Regions from separate parts of the Mus musculus genome. Here region 1 is linked to region 2. The links are chromatin contacts, called in public promoter capture Hi-C maps. All regions are on one chromosome and are shown on one strand. The core of a region is the stretch at or near the end of the contact, and the rest is flanking DNA. Distances in the headings are between cores, read along the strand shown.

Region 1 (6,208 bases), core at 3,245-5,744, 820 kb after region 2:
AGGCCTCCTTCTCCGGCTCTGGGTTGGAGCTCACCTATCCCTCATGCTTCCATGCTAGCCACCCACCAGCTTCTCTCTAGACAGGGTCACTGGAGGACCCTATGAGCCCTCCAGTGTGAGCACGTATGTACTTTAAACAGCTATGTGGGGAGCTGGAGAGATGACTCAGCAGTTAAGGGAGCTCACTGCTCAGGTTCCCACGGCCACATGTAACTCCAGCTCCAGGGGACCCAATACCATTTTCTGACTTTATTGGGCACTTGTATTCATGTGCACATATACCCATCCCACAAATAAACATAAATAATATTTTTAAAGGGTGCATGATTCTGTGTGTAACCCCCATCTCCTCTAACTCACCAGGAAAAGCATGGTCCATGTACTGACAACTGTGAGCTCAGCTCTGACCCAGGTTAAAGACACTTGGCAAACTGAAACACATGCAGAGAGACAGAGAACCCCAAAGAGGCCTTGTACCTGGAGTGCAAACATAGGATGATGGGGGTGGGGGTTCCAGATAGGGAGCTAGTATGGGGTCTAGATGTCTCAGGTCAGGCTAGTACAATCTGGCTCTGGGGCCCAGTTAAGGACTTGGGCTTTTGTCTGAGGGTACCAGTACACCTCTGAAGGGCACTGTAGGCCTCCCCTCCCTCTCAGAAGCCTGCAATTTGCATTTTCAGAGGAAATAGCCATAGCTGTTCACAGAGTAGATTTATAACCCACTTTCTTTGTTCTGGTCCCTAGAGCCACCTTGTTTATAGGACTCTGCCTGTTAGGTACTGGCCTGAAGCTAGTTCTTTCTTTCTAACTCACCCCATGACCTTAGAAGAGTCCCATTTCCCTGCAGAATACTTCTACCCATCCACTTCCTTGCCACTGAGACCCTGAGATCTGAGTGTTCTCCTCAGAAGTACTGGCTGGTTTTGGTACTTGGGGCAGCCCTAGAGTGTCTCTCTGGGGCATTTGTAAGCAGTTTGAACAGCAATTGTCCCCCTTTGATAAGAGCTTTTGAAAAATACATCTGGGATTCCCTATCTGATGATAGGAGTGAATGTAATTAGGTAGACTGTAGTTTAAATTTTATTTGTTTATTCATTACTGAATATGGAGCATAGGACCTCAGACATGCTAGGCAAGTACTCTACTAAGCTACATGCACAGTTCCCTGCTCACTTTTCAATTTTGGCTCAGGGAGAGTCTAATGAACTGACCTTGAGCTTACTTTGTAACCCAGGCAGACTTTGAACTTGAGGTTTTTATTTTATTGTTAGTTATTACTAATATTATTATTTTGCTTCAGTCTCCTGAGAAGCTGGAATGACTTAGGCCTTAACCACCCAATCCTGCTGTTTTCTGTTTTCTCCATTCTAACCCTATCCTCTCTTCTCTGCTTCAAGAAGAAGAAAGTAGTAGGCTGTTGAGAACTCACCAGGTCTTCTCTGGGTGATTTTACAATGACAGCATTAACTTTCTGTTACGAGATTTTTTTTTAATGTCCAACTTTTGTCCTGTTGCTCAGGAGAGACCTTCCTCCATTTTCTGCTGTTGTTAAGGATTCTCTAAAAATCAGAGTAAGCCTGGGCAGGAAGCTGAGTCTGGAGGACACATAGCTGCAGGTGCGGTTTACTGCCATAAAGAAGGCAGTGCTCTAAGTGCAGAATCTCCCTTGACATCCCGGGAGGGAAGGGACCATTATAAAAATGTCCTCTGCTGAGCCACCTTTACTGTCCTTTCAAAGCAAAGCCTTCTAGAAGATGGAACTCTGTGTGTGCTGTAATTCTTGTGATGGCTCCTTCCTCTACCCATACAGAGTGAGCCTAGGCATTGCACAAAAGGACTACCCGATGAGACCCAGCAGCCCAGCCTCAGCATCTCTTGCTCTGGAGTTGTGAGCTCATCTCCCTTGTCTTTCTCAACACTCTTCACGGGCAGAAGGAATAAGGAGAATGCTAGGTTTGGTGTTTATTGGCACTTATTATTTTGTGTTTTGAGAGTGCTGGAGGATTGAACTTAGGGCCTTATGTATACTAGGCAAGCTCTCTACCACTGAGCTATGACTCTAGCTAGCACTGTGGGCATTTATTGATAGAATTGAGAGTGATTGTCAGAAATGGAGCCCTTTCATATCACTTCCTCTTACACCTGTTTAAGAGGTATTGGCTGAAGCAAGCTTTACAGGGGCAATCTGGCCTTCTAGGTCGAGTCCTTTGTGTGTACGTGGTGGTACACACAAAGCATACTTGTTCATGTATGTACTGCTATGCATTTGTGTGCATGTGTGTGTATAATGACAGAGGTGGGTATCTTTCTCAGTTGTTTTGTTTTGTTTTGTTTTGTTTTGTTTGAGACAGGACCTCTCACTGAACTTGTGAGGCTAGGTTGGCTGGTCAGTCAGCTCTAGGCATCTACCTGTCTCCACTTCCCCAGCACTGGGGTTACAGGTATACAAACTGTACCCAGCTTTTTATGCAGGTTCTAGGGATCCAAACTCAGGTCTGAACACTTGTATAGAATTCTGCCAACTAGGCCAGCTCCCCAGCTTGTGACTAAGTTCCTCCAGCAAAAGTAGAATGGGGGTTGTAGGGGCTTGGGGCACCCCGACTTCATAATGAATCACCTTGTGGATGTTTTATCATGTAGTCTGCTCGTTAGTGTGAGCCTTGGCTGTGGTCTCTATAGATGAGGCTCCCCTCTCCAAGATCATCATGATGGGGTGCATGCTAAGGGCTGTTAAGGCTCTTTCAATCCCAACACTCTCAGAACACTTGCCTTGTGGTCAGACAAGGGAGGGGAGCAGCTTGGAGTTGGCCTTTTGTCTACTTTTGACCTTTTATGTCTAGGTGACTACTTATATACTGAATGGGCCCCAAATTCCAACCTAGATACAACCTGGATACCCTGGGGACAGTAGTTTGCTCATCAAGGTCAACCTTCTTCTCTCTCCTTCAGATGGAGACCACCCCCCAACCAGGGAAGAAAAAAAATGAAAGCCTGCCTGGGCTAAATGAGTTTTTGTAAAGACACCATTCCGTGGAGAGTGAATTCCCAGGGTGGGTCCAGCATTGCAGATGTGATAAAAACAGGAATCTCTCTGTTAGGAGTGGGTGGGTGGTGCAGAAGTTGGATCACCACAAGGCCAGCCATTCTCTACCACGGCAATGCTGGCCACAGACCTGCTCTGGCTGGTTGTTCATTAACTTCATAGAGGGCTTTTCCCTGGTATGCGAGGGCAGCCTCTGACCCAGATAAAGTCTCTACTAACAGTGTGACCTTTACAGAGTGGCAGGGCTGTGTCCCCTCTGGGTCTCTGAAATAATAAATCATCTAGGGCTGGTGAGAGAGGCCACACGAGGAGTCAGACAGAGGACAAAGGGGAGGGGGTGCTAAATCTAAATTCTAGGGGGTTAGGTTTTTTTCAATTTTATTTTTGCTTTTGCAGTGGTTTTCTTAAAACATAATTATAATCTAATGGCTCAAACGCCAACACCTGGAGTTCTACTGTCTCAATCCCTATCTGTCTCATTTAGAAGAAGCAGGATGCTAAGCAGGACTGTTGTTTCCCATCCAGGGGCAGACAGCAAGGCTGCAAGGGGCAGGGAGGAAGGGTGGAAGTGCATCCATCCTGGCTGCTGGAGCCTCATCAGATGATACCTCCCCCACCCCAGGAGAGGGCCATCCATCAAATCCCCCTGCCCTAGCCTTACCAAAAAAAAAAAAAAAAGGACTCCCAAGCCTACAGAGGTTTGGGCATGAGAGGTTCCCCCAAAAGAAGTTGAATGTGACAATTTGTTGTTGTTGTTGTTGTTGTTGTTGTTTGTTTTTATTTCGGTGCCAGGCTAAAATATAAATTCTAGGCCAAGAGTTTGAGATTATTGTGATTTTGTTGTTGTTGATGCTCTGAAGGTAGTTTTTTAGGATCAGAATCTCGGTGCATGGAGGGACTGTAAAAGACTGAGAGGTGCCCAGGGTCTCCGTTCTCAATAGCTCTTTGTAAATGTTCCTTGCTACGGGTTTAGGAGCTCTATCTTATTTTAAAAATTTAAAGCCATTTTCAGAGCCTCAAGGCAGCAGTTGGAAATTCCCTCCCTCCTACTTTTCTTTTCTCCCTCCCTTCCCCTCCCTCCCCCTTACTTCCATTTGTTACTGGGGCTAGAATGCAAGGTCTCTCACTCAGCCAAAGATCTACAGCCCGAGCCCTGTGGGCCCTGTTGCTTTTGATGTTGAGACTAGGCTAAGTTGCCTGGGCTGTTCCTAATCACACCCGTAGCCTGGACAGGCCCTGAAATTGGAATCTTCCTGAATAAAGAGAGCCCGGCACCACCAGTTTCCTACCCTGCCAGACCCTTACATCTGAAAATCCTAAATTCGTCCACATTCCTGAGTTGATAAACAGAGAAAAATTGAACTCAACAAAAGTGGAATGGGTAGAAACTCCCCTAGACTATATCCTCTCTGGCACCGGGAGAAACAACCTGGGCATTTTCTTCCAGTGTGTTAGATCATACAACCTGTCCAAGAAGAGGAAAAACAGCCTGCTGCCCTCTGGGGTGTGATTAATCCCTATTTGTTAATTTTTAACTTTTAGCTTTCTTTTTTACCACCTAAGCTTATACTTTTTTGCCTTGAAGGCCCAAAGGCCGACAGAGGGGCTCTAAGGTGTTTTGCAAACACTTAAAACGAACAAAACCTCCAGTTTCAGGGCTCACCTTCCCCACTGTGAGGTTAGGCATGAGAGCTCCGGGGATTAAAGAATAGCGACAGTGTCCTGAGGATTGCACGGCCGCTGCCTTCAGACCAAGGGCCCACAGAGTTTTAATGGCCAGATCCTTATCTAGCCAGAACTCATTTTGATGTGCATTTTACAAGCCACTGGTCAAGATATAAAAGTAGTTTAAGCCCCGAAAAAAAATTACTGAGGGCAGGCATCGAACAGTTTGTAAATCCATAGGATTTTATGCCTTAGGGAGTGCAAATCCTTCTCTTTAGATAATGTAAATTGGGCAGAAGTCATAAATAGGGAAATAAATACCATCACGATCCAGCTCCCAGCATAGGAAGCTACTGCCACTGAGGGTTGTCACTAAGCTCAGCAGCAGGGCCTGCAGAGCCAGGTGTTCTCTGGGGTCAGCCATTTTGTTCTTACTGGTTTAATAACCGTCCTCACTCCGCATCTTCACTGAGAGCTTGCGAGGAGGCCGCAGCCACCTCCATTCCCAGAAAACTCATTTTGGGGGTGCCTGCATTTGGACAACGGCTGCTTCATTTTCCGATCTCTGGCTGGGGCTGGAACGTGGGTGCTCTGTGATTGCATTACTTATTTCATACGTTTTCCTTGGAATGTCTACCTGTGGCCACTGCCCTGCTTTGGCGGCCTCTTGATTTATGGTGGCTATAAACATTCCAAAGTACACACGTCAGTTAAATAATACCATAACATTATACAGTTACAATTTTGTTATAAATGTGCCGACAGAGCAGGAAAAAAAGGCAGTTTCTATGCTTCTTCCCACCCCACATTCCTTCCTGCTTCCTTCACTGTGATGATCTTGGAAGCCACCAGCTCTGTGAAATTAGGGCAGACATCTAGGGTTCAGATATGGAGTGGTCTAACCACCTCCCAGCCCTACCCTCCTGAAATGGTCCTGTGTTCTTCAGCATTGGTGTGTCCTGATACAACACATACCTCTTTAAGGGCTAATGAGATGGCTCAGTGGGTAAAGGCTCTTGCAAAAATGCACAAACCTGGAGGTGTAAGTATGGCCTGTGGAACCAGTGGAAAGGGAGGACTGAGTTCAGGGAGTTGTTCCCTAACCCCCACGAGTATGCCATAGCACACATGAACATGCATATGGACACACACCTGTATGCATGCATGAATGCACACACATACATGCATTCACACACATACACAAAGGATACTGAAAGAGGGAAGGAAGAAAACCTGCCTGTGGACCCAGGGATTTGGAGAGATTGTTATTCAGTCAGAAAACCCATCTTAGCACTCCATAGACGACTGTCAGGAAGAGAGTCCACACAGGTCTCTTCACAGAAAACACTAGAACATACAGAAGCTATAATTGGTACTGACCAGAATAGAAAAACAAAAAACAAACAACAACAACAACAACAAAAAAAAACCCAAAAACCCACCGGTGAGTGTGCCTCAGGGGCAGCAGGGAAACCTTCCACAAAGGAGCAGTTGGACAAA
Region 2 (5,943 bases), core at 1,690-4,189:
CACATATACATACATAAAACATATTCATATATTAACACACACATATATAACACAAACAGATAGATGATAGATAGATAGATAGATAGATAGATGATAGATAGATAGATAGATAGATAGATAGATAGATAGATAGATGATAGATAGATGATAGGTAGATAGATAGGTAGATAGATAGATGATAGATAGATAGATGATAGATAGATAGATAGGTAGATAGATAGATAGGTAGATAGATAGATAGATAGATAGATAGATAGATAGATGATAGATAGATAGGTAGATAGAAAGGTAGATAGATAGATAGATGATAGATAGATAGATGATAGATAGATAGATAGATAGATAGATAGATAGATAGATGATAGATAGATGATAGATGATAGATAGATAGATAGATAGATAGATAGATAGATAGATAGATAGATAGATAGATAGATAGATGATAGATAGATGATAGATAGATAGATAGATAGATAGATAGATAGATAGATAGATAGACAGACAGACCATATGTTCTGATACTCTAGAGAACCTTGACTAATACAGCAGTATAATTTTGAGTCTGTTTCTGAGTGTCTGGCCTTCCTCTCTTCCTCTTTAAAGCAGCTTTACATCTGGAAGCAACTGTTTACAGACTTGACAGAAAGCCACTTTGACTTAAGGGAACATGAGTCTAAGGAACCCCTGAGAGTCTAGGGGGCCTCCATATGTCTGTGTGAGAAACCACATGGGAAACTCCCACCCTGTGGGAACCCATGGCCCTCTGCCTGTCCTGTACAAGCACTGAACGTCACATAAGGTGGGCTGGGCACTCTCTGGGACGCCCCCAGCAGGGCAGCTGGCAACCAACACCCAGCAGTCCCTTTGAGACTTCTTCAAGATGAAGCAGTAGGAAGATGCCGTGGCTCACAGTGCCTCCCTGGGAAGGGGACAGAGGGCTGCCCAGTGAGGCCTCTTGCGGGCAAGAAATCACCAAAGACAAGGGAAGACCGGACCTCAAGATGTCCTCAGTTAGGGGTGAGGACACGCTAGCCAGCTTTGCCTGACTGTCCTCAGAATCCTGCTGTATGTCTCAGTTCTCCTAGAGGATCATGGACCCCCAGGTCATTTTGAAACCCAGTTTTGACAAGATCCAGCATAGTGTATGTGGGGATTTGGACTAATTGGAAGGTCGTGGGGACCCCTGCTCCTCCACCATCATTGGGCTACTATATCCCTCCCAGGAGGCCCACAGCAGAGGTACCTTGGATGTATGTAGAGTGATTAAAACTCCAGCTGAATTAATAGTCTCTCCTTTTTTTTTCCCAACTTAACCTTCCAGGGTTAAGTTGAAACAAACGGCAGTTTTAGCAGTGGAGTGGAGACTGGCCAAGACTCTCAGAGGAAGTGTGCACTGGAAAGGCTGGTTTAGCCCGTGCCTGATATGGAGACACTGAGCAGGACACTCTGGCTGGGTTGACAGCCTATAGTTTACATAGGGTGAGGCCACCCTTCATGAGCAGTCTCAGTGACCTGAAGAGGAAGCCACTTCTTCTGTACCGACACGGAAGGTCCAGTGGACGGACCCCCAGAATGCTGGCAGTTGGGGTGCAGGAGGCAGTAGCTCTTCACACAGCTTTGCAGAGTGAGTCAAGCCCCCATAGTTCAGGCCAAAAGCACTCTGTTTGGGATGGCTCTCACAGTGCCTCAAATCTGACACAAGTCTTAGTAAGCAGAGTCACAAAGTTGCCTGTCACCATCCTCCTGCCTACAGGGAAGTGGGCCATGTCTCTGCCCCTTACTCTGAGGCCAGCTGTGGGAGCCGGGCCTGCCCATGGGCTCTCTCCCATTGACTTCTCACTCACTTCTGAACTCCGACAAGCAAGCTCTCAGCTCGCTCAATTGGCATGAAGGTCTGTGGCTCGCAGAGAAGTCTTTACAACTGTGGTAAAGGTCTTGTTGCTCAAGTGCCACCCAGCAGCACGGCCAAGCCCCCTCCCCTCCTTTCTCCAGACACTTGGGCATTCAAGACGATTCCAGGCAGCTCCAAGGGTGATGGTGTCTAACGCAGAACTTCTTGAAGAAGACACTGAAGGGTCTACAACAGACAGCAGTCCTCCCAAGGGACCCCACAGTCCTCTGTAGCCCAGCCTGCCTGATGCATACTCTTCTGGCTCTCGCCAGCCGGCTGGGACCTGTTTAGTGACCTTTCTGCCTCAGTTTCCTGGTCTGTACCCGGGATCATCAGAGTTCCATTTCAAGAGGTAGTAATGAATGATATGACAGAAAACATTTAGAGCAGGGGTCAGTATGTACGTATGAGTGATTACTGTGAGTCAGGTATTGTCCTGTCAGAACAAAGCTTACAGCCACTCCTAATCTCTGCAGTGTTCATCTTGGGATGGCCAGAGAATCCACCACACACCTAGTGAGGTAACACACCCCAGCTAACTCAGCAGGTACAGACATTATCTAGAAGTCTCATGGCTCAGAGCTGAATTTCCTTCTCATGACCTTTGGCCGTGGGAGTGACACCTCACAGCTGTGGTGTTTTGACAACCAGCAGCCACCGGCACACAAAATGTGCAGCCAGCAACATATGAAGTCCAAGAGGCGTCTCGGCTAGGCCTGCCCTTGACCCCCACCTGACAATTAAGGCAAGAGCCTGCAGTTTGCATCAGCAACAGGCAGGGTCAAAGTTTAGTCAATCAAATGTTGTGTAAGGACTCACTATGGCTGATAGAGGGGCCTGAGGCCTCCCAACATTCATTAACAACCACAAGTTCAATCATTATCTCCCTGGAGTTTATTGTGTTAAGTCAGTTCCAAACCGTGCTGACCATGGCTATGATCCAAAGGCCTGCCCCTTACGTCAGAGGCGAGCCTCCGGGTCCAGCTGAGGGGCAGGGCTGTCCTCCCTTCTATATAGTATTTAAAGCAAGGAGGGCGGGCTACCAAGCACAGTTGGCCTTCCCTCTGGGAACACACCCTCGGTCAACAGGGGAAATCCGGCAAGGCGCTCAGCGATCTCTGATCCAGACCTTCCAAAAGGAAGAAAGGTAGGCAGGGTCATTTCATTCACCTCTCCAAAAATACAATGAGGGGCCCACTCATGTTCTTTACCCTGACAGCCATGGCTCCCTAGCCACTTGCAACCCATGCAAAGTCTACGGAAGGACCGAGAAGGGGCCCATGGGTGCTCCATGGTGTTCATGAGTCCCTTTTTCTGTTTCAGGTGGCACCAGAGTTCCTGCCTCTCTCCACACCATTGCAATTATGCCTCCTCAGCTGCATAACGGTCTGGACTTCTCTGCCAAGGTCATCCAGGGCAGCCTCGACAGCCTGCCCCAGGCAGTGAGGAAGTTCGTGGAAGGCAATGCTCAGCTGTGCCAGCCGGAGTATATCCACATCTGCGATGGCTCCGAGGAGGAGTACGGGCAGTTGCTGGCCCACATGCAGGAGGAGGGTGTCATCCGCAAGCTGAAGAAATATGACAACTGGTGAGTCCCCTCAGCCCTAACTCTCTGGCCCACAGCCTCCCTAACTCTATCTTCTTAGCGTTTGGAGAATGAAGACCTTGCCGTAGCAAACACCTGAGAAGCTTAAGAGATGCCCTGTGAGGTTAGCATAGCCAGCCACTAGATTCTGGATAACTATACAAAGCAACTCCTTTCCCCAGGGCCAGGTCACAGTCTAGCTAATGTCCACCTGGTCAAGCTCCTGTTGTCCTTGTTTCCCGCAAGGCTTGGAAGGACCTGGCGTGGGCAAGAGAGGTACATCCCCGAGGATACCTTGCTGAAGGAGTCCCTGTGACTTTTTCAGTTGGCTGGCTCTCACTGACCCTCGAGATGTGGCCAGGATCGAAAGCAAGACAGTCATCATCACCCAAGAGCAGAGAGACACAGTGCCCATCCCCAAAACTGGCCTCAGCCAGCTGGGCCGCTGGATGTCGGAAGAGGACTTTGAGAAAGCATTCAACGCCAGGTTCCCAGGGTGCATGAAAGGTGGGTGAGACCAGACCCCAGGCCTGACAGTGTGCTGTGTACATAGTTCATGTTCCTAATGGCGACCTGAGCTGCAAAGCGTGGCCCACGTGTGAAGTGCACTGTCTGGTTCTGTTTCATGGGTGGTGACACACAGGAATATTAAAATGTTCTCTGCAAGTCCTGGTGGCTCAGGCCTGTCAGCCCAGACACGGAAGCCGAGGCAGGAGCATTCCAAGTTTCTGCCAGCCTGAGCAATTTACACTTGGTCTCAAAAGAAAAACTCAAAAGGTAGCTGTAGCTATGGTTCCGTGGTAGAGTGTTTGCCTAGAATTTCCAAGGCCCTGGGTTCAATCCTTAATAGACAAAATAGAAAATACATAAAATGCTTCCCACCCATGTGGATGTTAAGCTGCCAAACAGGAGGGTTATGAAAAGTTTAATTTCAGCACTTTGCAGTTTCCGACGGCCTCCTAGACCAGAGGTTCGTGGCCAAAAGGCATGATGTGGAAGACACGGCTGTGGGTACCATTAGGAGGAGGAGCCGAGGATGCTCAGTGGGCCTCCGTGACTTCTTACCTATTTCTGCCCACCCGCCTCTGCAGGCCGCACCATGTATGTCATCCCATTCAGCATGGGGCCACTGGGCTCGCCGCTGGCCAAGATTGGTATTGAACTGACAGACTCGCCCTATGTGGTGGCCAGCATGCGGATCATGACTCGGATGGGCATATCTGTGCTGGAGGCCCTGGGAGATGGGGAGTTCATCAAGTGCCTGCACTCTGTGGGGTGCCCTCTCCCCTTAAAAAGTAAGTACATTCTTTCCAGATCGAAGGTGGAGGGAGAAGTTGGGGAAGGGTTCAGCGGGTGGGGTGCTCTCCTGGCGTGCATGAGGCCCTGAGTTTGATCCCAGACACCAAATAAACTGAACATGCTGGGTCAGGCCTACCACCCCAGCACGCAGGAGTCAGGAGAACCAGAAGTTTCAGGTCCTTCTCAGCTCCGTAGCTGGTTCGAGGCCAGCCTGGAGACTTGGGCAGGGATGTGCACCACAAGCTCACTGTGGCTTGCTTGTTTGCAGAGCCTTTGGTCAACAACTGGGCCTGCAACCCTGAGCTGACCCTGATCGCCCACCTCCCGGACCGCAGAGAGATCATCTCCTTTGGAAGCGGATATGGTGGGAACTCACTACTCGGGAAGAAATGCTTTGCGTTGCGGATCGCCAGCCGTCTGGCTAAGGAGGAAGGGTGGCTGGCGGAGCATATGCTGGTATGTGGTCAGGGAACCCTGGGAGGAAATTTGGAGGGCCTGGGGTGGCATAGGTGAGCTATGTCAAGGTTCCCCAACATCTGGGGACTTGAGGGCAGAGTGGAGCAATACCAAGTTGACTCTAAGTACCCCAGCGTTTGTCTCTTTGAAAGGGACTCAGACACACTGGGGCTGCAGTGACCCTGGGGGATTTTATTCTTTGGTACCCCATTAGTTTATCCTGATGCGTGAGGGATGGATCATGGCGATCTGCCTTTGGGAAGACCCTACGCGCTTTCCCAGACCTTTGCTGCAGGAAGGAACACAGATCTTCCTTTCTTAGACAACAGCACCGAACTCAACCCCCTCCCCCACCTCCCTCCCATTTATTCCTCAGCATCTTCCTTTTCATTTTCTGCCCCCTCCCACCCTCCGCTAGTTTGGAAGACAGTCCTAGGTTTATGTTGAAGATACACACCCTTCATTTCTCTCTTTTACCATATGAAGGATACAGAGTAATGGGTTTTATTGTGAGTTTTCTACATGCATGCCAAGGACCAGAGACACTAAAGCTGATCCCGTCCATCCCTGCAGATCCTGGGCATAACTAACCCCGAAGGCAAGAAGAAATACCTGGCCGCAGCCTTCCCTAGTGCCTGTGGGAAGACTAACTTGGCCATGATGAACCCCAGCCTGCCCGGGTGGAAGGTCGAATGTGTGGGCGATGACATTG

Evidence for each region. Promoter capture Hi-C pulls out the DNA fragments that hold promoters and counts their contacts.
Region 1: a contact with region 2 is called in a promoter capture Hi-C map of liver, with 2.1 times the contacts expected there. The contact joins the enhancer-like site here to the promoter of Pck1 in region 2. A contact is called at or near these places in 3 of 39 promoter capture datasets (the 3T3-L1 cell line, the HPC-7 cell line and liver) and 1 of 9 other capture datasets (embryonic stem cells).

The regions. Positions count from the first base shown.
Region 1 is chr2:173,973,232-173,979,439 of GRCm38.p6, forward strand. No RefSeq gene overlaps it. Among named protein-coding and RNA genes, the nearest start is that of Gm30143, 43 kb to the right of the region's middle. Within about 2 kb of position 4,495, at least 58 of the 459 cell types and tissues checked have an H3K27ac peak or open chromatin away from gene starts, as enhancers often do. A contact at or near this core is called in liver, where this site is marked.
Region 2 is chr2:173,150,134-173,156,076 of GRCm38.p6, forward strand. It overlaps Pck1 (phosphoenolpyruvate carboxykinase 1, cytosolic), which reads left to right and starts at 2,940. Exons shown (of 10, transcript NM_011044.3): 1 at 2,940-3,038; 2 at 3,215-3,479; 3 at 3,802-3,983; 4 at 4,568-4,771; 5 at 5,044-5,231; 6 at 5,805-5,943. The coding sequence starts at 3,256.